Regions from separate parts of the Zea mays genome. Here region 1 is linked to region 2. The links are chromatin contacts, called in public Hi-C maps. All regions are on one chromosome and are shown on one strand. The core of a region is the stretch at or near the end of the contact, and the rest is flanking DNA. Distances in the headings are between cores, read along the strand shown. Region 1 has its middle 64 kb from the start of LOC100381466. Region 2 holds the start of LOC100381466 (putative elongation factor 1-gamma 2).

Region 1 (5,899 bases), core at 2,323-4,822, 64 kb before region 2:
ATTTTGCTATGTATACTTGCTAAAAACTAAAGATGAGGCTTCAGACTACTTTAAAACTATAAGGCTGAAGTTGAAAACCAACTAGAGAGAAAGATCAAACTTCTTAGATCATATCATGGTGGCGAATTCTTTCCCAAAGTCTTTGATGATTTCTGTGCAGAACATGGCATTATTCATGAGAGGATGCCTCCCTATTCACCCGAATCAAACGGGATTGCTGAAAGGAAAAACTATACGTTGACTGACCTGGTGAATGCCATGTTAGACACTTGTGGTTTATCTAAGGCATGGTGGGGGGCAGCAGTCCTGACTTCATGTCATGTTCTGAATAGAATTCATATGGGCAAAGAAGAGAAAACCCCTTATGAGAAGTGGGTTGGGAGCAGTGACGGTCCTGACAAATTAGAGGCCCGGGGCCAGACTTAATATAGGGGTCTTACTATAATAATATATATAATACATATTGGTAATAAACATTTAAAAATACATCAAAAAATTATTCATCGTAAGAAAAAAATACAAATATGTGATTACCTTAAAATTGTCTTCTAACATGTCTCGAAGCGAAGTCATTGATGATAGCATCAGTATCAATTTCATATAATAATATTTTCTTGATGCATAAAATAGCCAAACCATTTAGTCTTTATTGAGACATTTTGGACCTCAAATAATTATTCAACAACTTCAACTTTGAAAAACTTCTTTCAGCTGATGCAACGGTCATGGGCACAGTAAATAAAAGTCGATAAGCAATAGCAGTATTAGGATAAGAATCCACTTCTCTAACATACTCAAAAATATCCATGGCAGACATTGGTTTATCTATTAAAGTCAACTGCAAAACACTAAACTCTAAAATTAGATCATTTAGATCAACATCTGATGAGCCATCAAAAGAGAAAGTGTTTGCAAATTTGGTGCAACATTCTCTTAGTTCAATAGTATCCAATGACTTCAAGGTTATGGAGTCCATAAAAAATCCAAATATGTCTTTGAATAATTGGAGTTCTTCAAATCTACTTTTCAATGAACTAATTGCAATACCAACCATGACCAAAAAATAACTAACTTCGAAAGCTTTTTCAGCTTCAAGATTTGCTTCCTCACAATCAGTTTCATCATATTGTTTCTTCCTCTTAGCATGACGTTTCACTAGAAATGATGGCTCTACACCCAATTCAGATGCAATCTCTTTGGCAATGATCAAACTAGAAGCAAATCCATTATTTCTATAGTTCTGAAACTAATTCACTGTATCTTCTATTCTCATTAATGTAGCATCAATGCACATGGATGAGGATTGCAACTGCTTGCTCACTTTGTTTACTGTAAATAAAATATCATACCAAATAACCATACCAAGTATAAAATCAAAGGTACCAAGAAGATCAAATAATTTTTTTGCATCACTTTTATCCTTTGGTTCGGTATCCTTATCGGTACTCAACTGAAGCAAAGCTGACCTTATCTGAGGAGCTTGAAATCTTATTGCTTTGACACTTTTAATCCGACTCTCCCAACGAGTATTGCACCATGACTTCGCAGTTAAGCTTTCAACATGATCCTTCAAAACATCCCATCTTTTAGTAGAACTAGAGAACAATGTATATACTCGATGCACAATCCCAAAAAATGAAATAGCTTTGCCACAAGATTTAGCCATGTCACAAAGTGCAAGATTAAGACTATGACAAGCACATGGCATAAATAAAGCTCTTGGATTTATATCAAGCAGTGGTCTTTGCACGCCCTTGTGCTTTCCTTTCATGTTAGATCCATTATCATAACTTTGACCCCGAACATCTTCAATATTTAGGCCACGGGACTTAATGGAATCAAGTAATGAATTAAAAAGTCCCTCACCGGATGTATCATCTACCTTCATTAAACCCAAAAAATACTCCTCAACTTTATGAGTAGACATATTAACACATCAGATCAACAAACTCATTTGTTCTTGATGACTAACATCAGGGGTACAATCAAGGATAACTGAAAAATATTTGGCCTCTTTAACAGTGTTTATGATAGATTTAGTGATGTCAGAAGCCAAAAGAGAAATAAATTCATTCTGAATTTTATGACTAAGATAGTGATAATGAATCTCATTGTTTTGAATATGTCTGAGGTGATCTTGCATAACCAAATCAAATTCAGCAATCATCTCAACACAAGCTAAGAAATTACCATTTTGATCATTGTAAAGTTTCTCACTTGGTCCTCTAAAAGCTAAATTCCGCTTACCAAGAAATTTCACAACAGCAATTATTCTTTGTAAAACTTGCCTGATACGCTCTTTCTCCTTTGTGATTTGCTGCTGAATGTTTTTGTCAATTGTTTCATGCTTATCAAGCCTCACCCTCAGTTCATTCCAAGGGTTCATGCTTGTAATATGTTTTATACTAGCCTCATGTTCTTTCAACCTCTCATTAATATTCCTCCAATCTCTGAACCCCTCATAACCCAATGAACTGTTGCAGTTTTCTGTATTGAAAAGCTTGCATGAAAAACAAAACACTCTATCAACGTGTTTGGAATCTACCAACCACTTTCTATCATAAACTTCTCCATTGCTCATCTTTCTAGAGTAATGAGTATATGAAAAATGTCTGCCATTGGTATCCAAAGGAAATTCAATATTTTCATCTCTGATGGATCCCTTCTCTACTAATATGTCCTTTGACTTGTTATCAAGATTATCCCAATTTATTGAATCATAGATATCCTCAGTAAAAACAGGTTGTTCATCAACACTAGCATTTTCTGTAGGAGGTGAATTAACCATAGGCTCATGATCAATTTTTTCTTCTGGTGTAAAGCCCTGATCTTCTAGCTAATTATCAGGTTGCTCCTCTATAGCAACTATAGCCATCTCATTTTGATTCCTTGAAGTTCTTGAATTACTAGAAAAAAAATTTGTCCATAGCTCCTCTCCGCGTTTCTATGAACTTATTTGCTCGTTTCTTCCTCTTCGTTTTCTCAGAACCAGATGGATACTTTCTAGATGACAAGACTATATGCCGAAATTAAAAACAGAATTATGAATTGAAGTTATCGCTTAGTTACAAGAATAAACTTAAAGAATTATTACCGATTATGGAATACAGAAATTTCGAAGCAACGTCACGTCACCACGTCGTCTTCTGGGATAACATTAGAAAATGTCACGTCGTTAGAAGGAGGAGGTTGCCGCCCTCGCAGGCCACGAGCATGAAGTAGGGGAAGAGTGTGGTGGAGCACAGGCTACGCAGCAGGGCCGCCAGGGCGCCGTGCATGTCCGGCCGCCGGCTGGCGACATCAAGGATGGAGGCGTGAGTCTTGGAGGTGGTGGCGGCAGCCCCGACCTGCTGCTACGAGACACCGAGGCATCGAGGCAAGACCGAGACACAGGTAGCCAGGTATGGGCGTACGACCCGACAGGAAGACAGGAGGAAGGACTCGAAGGCCGAAGCGACGAACGGATCAGGACGAAGCGTTTCCGTGATGCAGTTTGCTAGTTTCTACTCCTGGCGGTTCCGTACTTCCATGATCTGCTCGACTGCTCTGCTCCTTGTCGTTTTGTTCCGACTGCTCTGCTCCTTGGTGTCAGGGGTGGGGCCCATCATTCCGGGGGGCCCAGGGCGACCCCCCCCTTAGGGTCGTCGCTAGTTTGGAGAAAACCATCACTTTCATACTTGCGCACTTGGGGTGCATGGCGAAAGTCAATGTACCAGTTAATAAAAAGCGCAAGTTTGGACCAAGGACAGTGGATTGTGTCTTTCTGGGATATGCTTCGTGTAGCATAGCGTATAGATTTTTAGTAGTTAAATCTGAAGTTCTTGATGTATATGTTGATACTATTGTGGAATCACGTGATGCTACTTTCTTTGAACACATATTTCCAATGAAAGACATTCATAGAAATTCTAGATACTCTTCTGAGATAACTCCTAAACATAGTACACCTGTTGAGAGTTCTGAACAGCCACATGAAATTGTCCTAGAGGAGGATAACAATGATGCTCCTAAAAGGAGCAAGAGACAAAGGGTTGAAAAATCCTTTGGTGATGATTTCATTGTGTACCTTGTGGACGATACTCCTACTACCATTATGGAAGCATTTGCATCTCCAGATGCAGATGATTGGAAAGAAGCAGTTCATAATGAGATGGACTCTATTCTTTCAAATGGTACGTGGGAAGTCACTAATCGACCCTATGGCTGTAAACATGTGGGTTGTAAGTGGGTGTTTAAAAAGAAGCTCAAGCCTGATGGTACAATTGAGAAGTACAAGGCTAGGCTTGTGGCTAAAGGCTATACTCAGAAAGAAGGAGAAGACTTCTTTGATACTTACTCACCTGTTGCTAGAATGACTACTATTCAAGTACTACTTTCTTGGCTGCCTCGTATGGTCTCCTTGTCCATCAGATGGATGTAAAGACAACTTTTCTTAATGGAGAGCTGGACGAGGAAATCTATATGGAACAACCTGATGGATTTTTAGTAAAGGGTCAAGAAAGCAAGGTGTGCAAGTTATTGAAATCTTTGTATGGTCTGAAGCAAGCACCAAAGCAGTGGCATGAGAAGTTTGACACGACTCTAACGTCTACAGGCTTTGCCATTAATGAGGCAGACAAGTGTGTATATTATCGATGTGGTGGGGGCGAAGGAGTTATATTGTGCTTATATGTTGATGATATATTGATATTTGGCACAAACATTGATGTGATCAATGAAGTCAAGTCTTTTCTATCAAAGAGTTTTGATATGAAAGATCTTAGAGAAGCTGATGTGATTCTAAACATCAAGCTGATTAAGGCAGATGGTGGGATTACTCTCTCGCAATCTCACTATGTTGAAAAGGTTTTGAAGCGATTTGGCTTCTTTGATTGCAAACCTTCTCCAACACCTTATGATCCTAGTGTGACACTGCGAAAGAACAAGAGAATTGGTTTAGACCAATTAAGATATTCTCAGATCGTCGGTTCACTCATGTATCTTGCTAGTGCAACATGGCCTAATATTTCGTTTGTTGTGAGCAAATTGAGTAGGTTCATGTCAAACCCTAGGACTGGTCATTGGCATGCACTTGAGCGGGTTATGCGCTACTTGCACGGTACAATGAGCTATGGAATTCACTATTCTAGTCAGCATGTAGTACTTGAAAGATATAGTGATTCAAACTGGATATCTGATGTAGATGAGCTTTATGCCACCAGTGGTTATGTCTTTACTATTGGCGGAGGTGCGGTATCATGGAGGTCATGCAAGCAGACTATCTTGACGAGGTCAACCATGGAAGCCGAGCTAGCTGCACTGACACAGCAATTGTTGAGGCAGAATGGTTGCGTGAACTCTTGATGGACTTGTCGGTGGTTGAGAAACCAATACCGGCTATCCTTATGAACTGTGACAATCAGACAATGATTGCTAAAGTGACAAGTTATAAGGATAATGGGAAGTCATCAAGACATGTCAAAAGACGATTGAAGTCTGTTAGAAAGTTGAGAAACTCCAGAGTTATAAGTGTGACTTATATTTCAACAGATAAAAATCTGGCAGATCCTTTTTACAAAGGAACTACCATGTAATGTGATAGAAATCACATCGAGAGAGATGGGTATGAGACCCATATAAGTTGCCATGGTGGAAACCCAATCTATGTGATCGGAGATCCCGTGAATTAGGTCCTGGGAAGAATAAGCCATTAGTGAACTGAGGAGAGTAACCTTTGACCCTCTCTAAGTAAAGATGCAATACTCTCAAATGCTGTAAGGCAGGTTGGCTTTGTGCCTTAATGTGTTTTGTTGGCTTTTATTAGCGAAGATGTTGTCCTTTAGAACATTCTTGAAAGAACACACCTATATGAGTTAGACTGTCTAACATCGCAGTATATGAGATCTGGGTGATCTCTAGT
Region 2 (5,967 bases), core at 3,277-5,776:
GAAAATTTTATATTTTACCGTTGTGAAGACAAGATCAAGGTTGTCAAAGCCTACAACAAGAAGGTAAAGGTTAAATCATTTCAAGTTGGAGATCTAGTTTGGAAGTCAGTGTTTCCACTGAGGAGTAGGGAGCAGAAGTTTGTCAAATGATCACCAAACTGGGAAGGGCCTCACATAGAGTGACACAGGTAACCTTTGGTAATGCATACATGCTGCAGTCTTTACAGGGTGATGAGTTACCTAAAACATTGAATGATCATTTTCTAAAGCTATATCATACCAGTGTTGGGCAAGATGCTTAAAAAATTGATGTTTTCACATCGAGGTTATAACAGCATGTACCTAGTGGGGTTCGCTTAGCTTCCCCAAAAGGCAAGGGCATGTGTTAAGCACCATATATAGCACATGTGAAGGCTAAACGGTCCGACCGTATGACCCGGACGGTCCACGACTAGATTAGATTAGGCAAGATATCCCATTTTTCTGTGTGTGTTTATACAGCTAATTATGCAGATTCTGTTGGAGAACACCTAGGAACGGTTCTAGACCCCTCCTATATATATATACCAATCGAACCAATCAATTAATTCTTCTTTATTTCCTTTGTTCTTCATCGCATTCGGAGTATTCGTAATCTAGACATAGATTAGCTTTCCTCCGATCTTAAATCTTCATCTCTCTTCGACTCTATGTAGTTTAGGGACATCCCGGATAGCCTGCTAATCTTAAGGCATCCACTGGAACTCTCCTCCCTAAAGGGATCCCTCCCGGGAGGCGAGATCTAAGATTCTTCGGCCCTCTACGCGCGCGGACTGTCTGAACCACCACACAGAGAGCACCGCTGGGCGATGCAATCACTAGTGTTTGGCCCCGAATCGGTGCTAACACATGGTTCTTGAATCATAGCTAGATTGCAGAGGTTGTCTTCGGAACATTGGATCCAGCGCCACCTATTTCAGAGGACGCATGAACAGGCCGATCTAGTGCAAGAATAATAATGCATGCATGCAGCTATGATCTATAGGTTGATTCAAAATTTTGGTCAGTTTGGTAAAGCACCAAGATGTCGTCATCTTATGAAATAGCATCTTAATGAACTATTATTAGCAGAAAGTCAGCACAAAAGGTGAGCAAAATGACGCTCCATCGCAGTGAATGGTACAGTCGCTTCTCCATGCATAGATCTCCATATGGAATCTGGCAGAAAAAATGACTGTGCATATATCCATGACCATGAAATCTCACTGTACGACATATATTATTGTTTCGCTTGAGATGTCCATCAGAAACGCCAGAAAATCATGCCAAGAATAATCACTATAGGTGTAGTATGTGTAAGCCAAATAAACGCTTTTTTTTGTTGCTAATGTCACTTTTCATATGCTATGCTACATGTTCACAGAAATATATGGATGAAATAATTTCCCATAAAAGCCAGATTCTGGTTTTATGATGATGGTTAAGGTGCATACGTATATACAGTAGTTTTTTTTAATCACTCCTAGAGAGAGACAGTGTGTGAAAGTAATCCGCTCACTGTCACAATTAAGACGTAAGAAGGCGCCCAGCTCGATCTGTGCCGAACAAAAATGTAGCTTTCTCTGAAGGCTCTGCAGATCCAATGGGATCATGGCTTTTGTGCAAAACGACACTGTGTCCTCCACGCTACATGGACCCTCGTGTGTGTGGGAGGGGATATACTATGTACAATATAACAAGAGCAGAAAACCGCTTGCATATTATTCAGTCCATAGTGAATTGATCTGGTTAATTAGTGGTGCTGAGTTTGATCCCAATGTAATTAAGGTAACCGCTTAAGTATAATAGGAAGAGTAGTATATCGATCTCTCTGACGAAGGCTTTCCATTAATTGTCAGAAAGGAGTTACAAAATACGATCAGCACAAAAACATCAGATTTTACAAGTAAGCTGCACCCGACCGAGAGTTGGTTGGCCACTTGGGTGTTGTCGGCCATATATGAAGGAAATCGAGAGGGTCCGCAGATCCTTTCTTTGGAAAGAAAGAAAAACACAAGGCAAATGGAGGAAGGAGGCCATTCCTAACGACCGAAAGCGGATGCTGTGAGCTGTTAGGAATGGCAAAAGGAAGAAGAAGAAGAAACAAAAAAAAAAAACAAATTCTATGAAATTTTATTTCCCTATGGATTCAGATCCGGGACGCGTACAGCTGCACAGCCTGATGTGGAGGACACCGTCACCTGGACCTGGAAACGGGCGACGACGGAGAATACGCTGCCAATAGTTTGCCTCCCAAATCGTGCTTCGAGAGCCATTCCGCAACAATTTGATTTGGAAAGCAAAAGCAGAAAAATAGATGCGAGTTCTTATATTAACGTGGGCGCTGATCCAAAACAAAATCCTAACAGCTGATAACCTGGCAAAAACAGGATGGCCACGGCAAGAGACACGGCTCCGTCTTTGTCTTTTATGTCCTTTTCCGGCTGTAGTTTATTGGAAGCAGGTGCTAGGGTGGGACCGTGGGAGGGAGCATCTCTCTCTCATCCCTATCAATTTCGACTCCGCCGCAAATTAGTGGGAATGGCAACTAGATAGAGCGGTGCCGAAAGAGAAGGGCTAATTCAATGTGGAATTTGTGTGTTGAGGGTTGTATTAAATAGGAAAGAGCAATAGTTTTAGACCGTCTTCAACAGTCATACATTTTATATTAAAGTTCACTCTACGGACAATATAACATATGGTTTTTTTACGACCATATACAAGCTTCGCTAAAGACAACCTAACGAGGATGGTTTAGTCCTTTGGCTATGGGCGTTGGTAGTCTATGATAGTTTTTGTGTGCGTCGTGGTCCTCTTCACCCTTTATAATGAGGACGGTCAAATGATAAGTTTCTTTAAAAGATTTATGACATATCAAAACACATAGTAAAATACAACAACAAAAAAAGCTAGAATGAAAATTGCCATTTTTGAAGATATGATCTAATTTGGGGCTTCAAATCTTTCACTTAAACAAATATCATAAGACGAGGATGTGATCACCAAAGCATGCCCTAAGTGGCTGCAGCAAATGCCTAAAACAATAGTACGCTATTAAAGAAACAAGAAAAGTATAGAAGAATAAGAATACGCTAACTTCGAGCTAGTGGATAAGGTTGGCTAGGGGCAGGATGGAGGATTGAGCCACATCCACTTGTTTGGGGACTAAATGCCATCTCACAAGATTTCGAGATTATGTTAGACATGAATGACAGATCAGATGATGTTTGAAACTATATTATGGCTGATTTGGTGGAAGGAAAATTGGAGGGGCTCCACGGGAAACTTGATTAGCAAGGGAATTTCTACCCCATTGACCCTCTTCAATTCTCTTCCCACCAAATTAGCTCTTAGGACTAGTTTGGAAGGCACAAAACCGGAGTGGATTGGAGGCGCTAAAATTTAATATTTATTCAAATTTCCTCCTTATTCAATTTTAAATAAGCAAGAGATTTTAGCTCCTCTAATTCTCTCTGGTTTTAGACATCCAAACTAGCCCTTAGTGTGAAAAAAAATCTATTACCAAGCACGAATGTATCAGTCGTCAAGATTTCCCTTTTCAAATTTTTTTTGGAAGGGCCACACTGCCAATCGATTAAGAGAGAAAGGTGAGAGGCTGAGGTGCACCTGACACCACTCGGGTCCTAGCACCTTGCGAACTATACAACTAAAGCTCGACTGGGTCCTCATCAGCCTGTACTTAGGGCGGCCTGATAACTTCAGTCCCAGTGTATCTGTTTGGATCTTTGATCCGGGCATATGCGTTGTAGTTGCCATTTTTTAGCTAAACTATTTTCTCGGTTTTTAAATATTTGTAGTTCGCTAGTTTATTTTATAACTAAAACGCGACAAAATAAAAAAATTAAGAGAGTACTATTTTCTATTTGATTACAAAGATACGCTGCCCTCTCGCGTATTCTCAAAATAGAAAGTGATGCTAATCGTACATGCCTGGAGGACATTCTTCATGTGCCTCATGTTTCTTTAGCATCAGGCCATAAACACATTTTTCATTTCTTTGGGACACAAGAACACGTGGTGAGCAGCACACGACTCCCGCTTGCTTCCTTCTTGCGGCGCAGAGAGCCAGGCGCCGCGAGGCGCGGCAGAGAAACCGCGACTGATCGATCAACGAGCGGAATATTGTTTTTTTTTTGTTTCGTGAGCTTTCTCTTCATTTCAGCCCATTATTTAATAAGCCCAGACCATAGACTACTCACTCGCGTACTGGCTATGGGACCAAAAAAAAACACACAAACGGCAAGGCCCAATTGAGTCCACATGGATGGACGCTGATAGCCCCTTGCCAAGCGAAAGCGAGGCTTTAGTAGGCCAACTCTGAGTGAAATTTGGGCTTCTACTCTGGTGGGCCTTGCTCGACTCAGAATCTCGGGCCAATGCGAGCCGTTCAATCAGTTTTTTCGGATACCACATCCAACGGCTGAGATCGCGTGCGCGCAACCTTAGGCACGAGGTCCAAGTATTGCGAGCTGCGCCTCCATAAGACGGCTCGTCGGCAACGCTAGGGTTTTTGGCTACTCCGCCTCCGCTCTCCCCCCTGCTGCGCGCTACTCGCCCGATCTCGCGGTGCTGGTAGCGGTGAAAATGTAGCGAGAGAAATTCGTGTTATTGTCTTGATTTATAGTGTTCTACTCGTGTTTGATTTCGCTGATTTTATTTTCTTCTTCTTCTGTTGCTGTTATGCAGATCTGAGATCGAGTGAAGCTAGCTTTTCATCGATATGGCGCTTGTAAGTGTTTTTTCTAACTAGCACTAGTTATTTAAGTACCTATTTAAGTAGTATGTTGCTCTTAGATTTTCGAAATGCTAGGGGCGTTTAAGTAGCTTGTATTAGCGTGGTTATTTTATTGTAATTTCCATTCGCGGGTTTCTGTGGATTACTACTGTGCAGCCTACATCGTGGATATATGTTATATCTCACATTAACATAAGATTTGGTCGCTAAATTATTGTCCATGGATGGATATAGTTGATTACCCTTATCTTGTTTGCCTTACCTGTTTGTTAGTTACATCTTGGCCCATTTTGACTCGTTAGAGATTGAATTCATTTAGATGCTTACTGAAGTTATGAAAATGGTATCACCTCCCATTTATTCCCATCATCAGATGGTATAATTAGAATGAAGTTGTGACGTAGCAGACGCCTCCTGTTTCACAGGTGATTTCCATAGTGGTTTTATTTAAACATATGGTCGGTCTTTGCCACTCTTTTAGCCAGGCATTCATTGCTTTTAACATTAGGTAGTCTCTGATGCTGATTTGCATAGTAGTTTTCTTTTAACATGTTTGTATATTAATATGCTGCAAGCTGACGAGCATCAAGTCATAGACGATATAATTCTTGCTCTGAGCTTATAATTTTGTGTTAACATGTTACATGTTTGTTGTTTCCAATACAATAAAAAACTCACTCAACTTTTCCCTGAGCTGATAAGCAGAATAGAGTTTAGTTCTGACTCTTCTGACTGAGCACAAAAGGCATATTCAACTTTTCAAGCCCATTTGACTTTATATTTTCCTAACTTTTGTACTAGAGATAGGCATCAGTATGTAGTTGTGGTCTTCTTCATATGATTCCACACTGTTATCAGTTGACACCAATTGTTTACTGGCTTCAGTTGTGCTAGATCAAAGATTGTTTTTTTTCTTTTTCTTTAATTTTTTCTGATTGTCTGATTGATTCTGCAACTTATATTATTAGTTTTTCTGATATATATATGTTTCAGATTGTGATATGTTATGTGTCGGTATGTAGCCATCTGACCAAACCTTCTGCACTGTGTAGGTACTGCATGCTGGCAGTAGTAACAAAAATGCATTCAAAACACTAATTGCCGCGGATTACAGCGGCATCAAGGTTGAGTTGGTAAAAGACTTTCAAATGGGGGTTTCCAACAAAACACCAGAGTTCCTCAAGATGAACCCT

What was found. A called contact is a pair of places that touch in the nucleus more often than the background predicts.
Region 1: a Hi-C map of leaf shows a contact between it and region 2, with 4 times the contacts expected there. The contact joins the enhancer-like site here to the promoter of LOC100381466 in region 2. A contact is called at or near these places in 5 of 25 Hi-C or Micro-C datasets (leaf and leaf mesophyll).

Annotation. Positions count from the first base shown.
Region 1 is chr5:158,542,629-158,548,527 of Zm-B73-REFERENCE-NAM-5.0, reverse strand. No RefSeq gene overlaps it. Among protein-coding and RNA genes, the nearest start is that of LOC100381466, 64 kb to the right of the region's middle. Within about 2 kb of position 3,572, at least 14 of the 20 cell types and tissues checked have an H3K27ac peak or open chromatin away from gene starts, as enhancers often do. A contact at or near this core is called in leaf and leaf mesophyll, where this site is marked.
Region 2 is chr5:158,479,937-158,485,903 of Zm-B73-REFERENCE-NAM-5.0, reverse strand. LOC100381466 (putative elongation factor 1-gamma 2) reads left to right here and starts at 4,526. Exons shown (of 8, transcript NM_001361431.1): 1 at 4,526-4,625; 2 at 4,726-4,768; 3 at 5,827-5,967. The coding sequence starts at 4,760.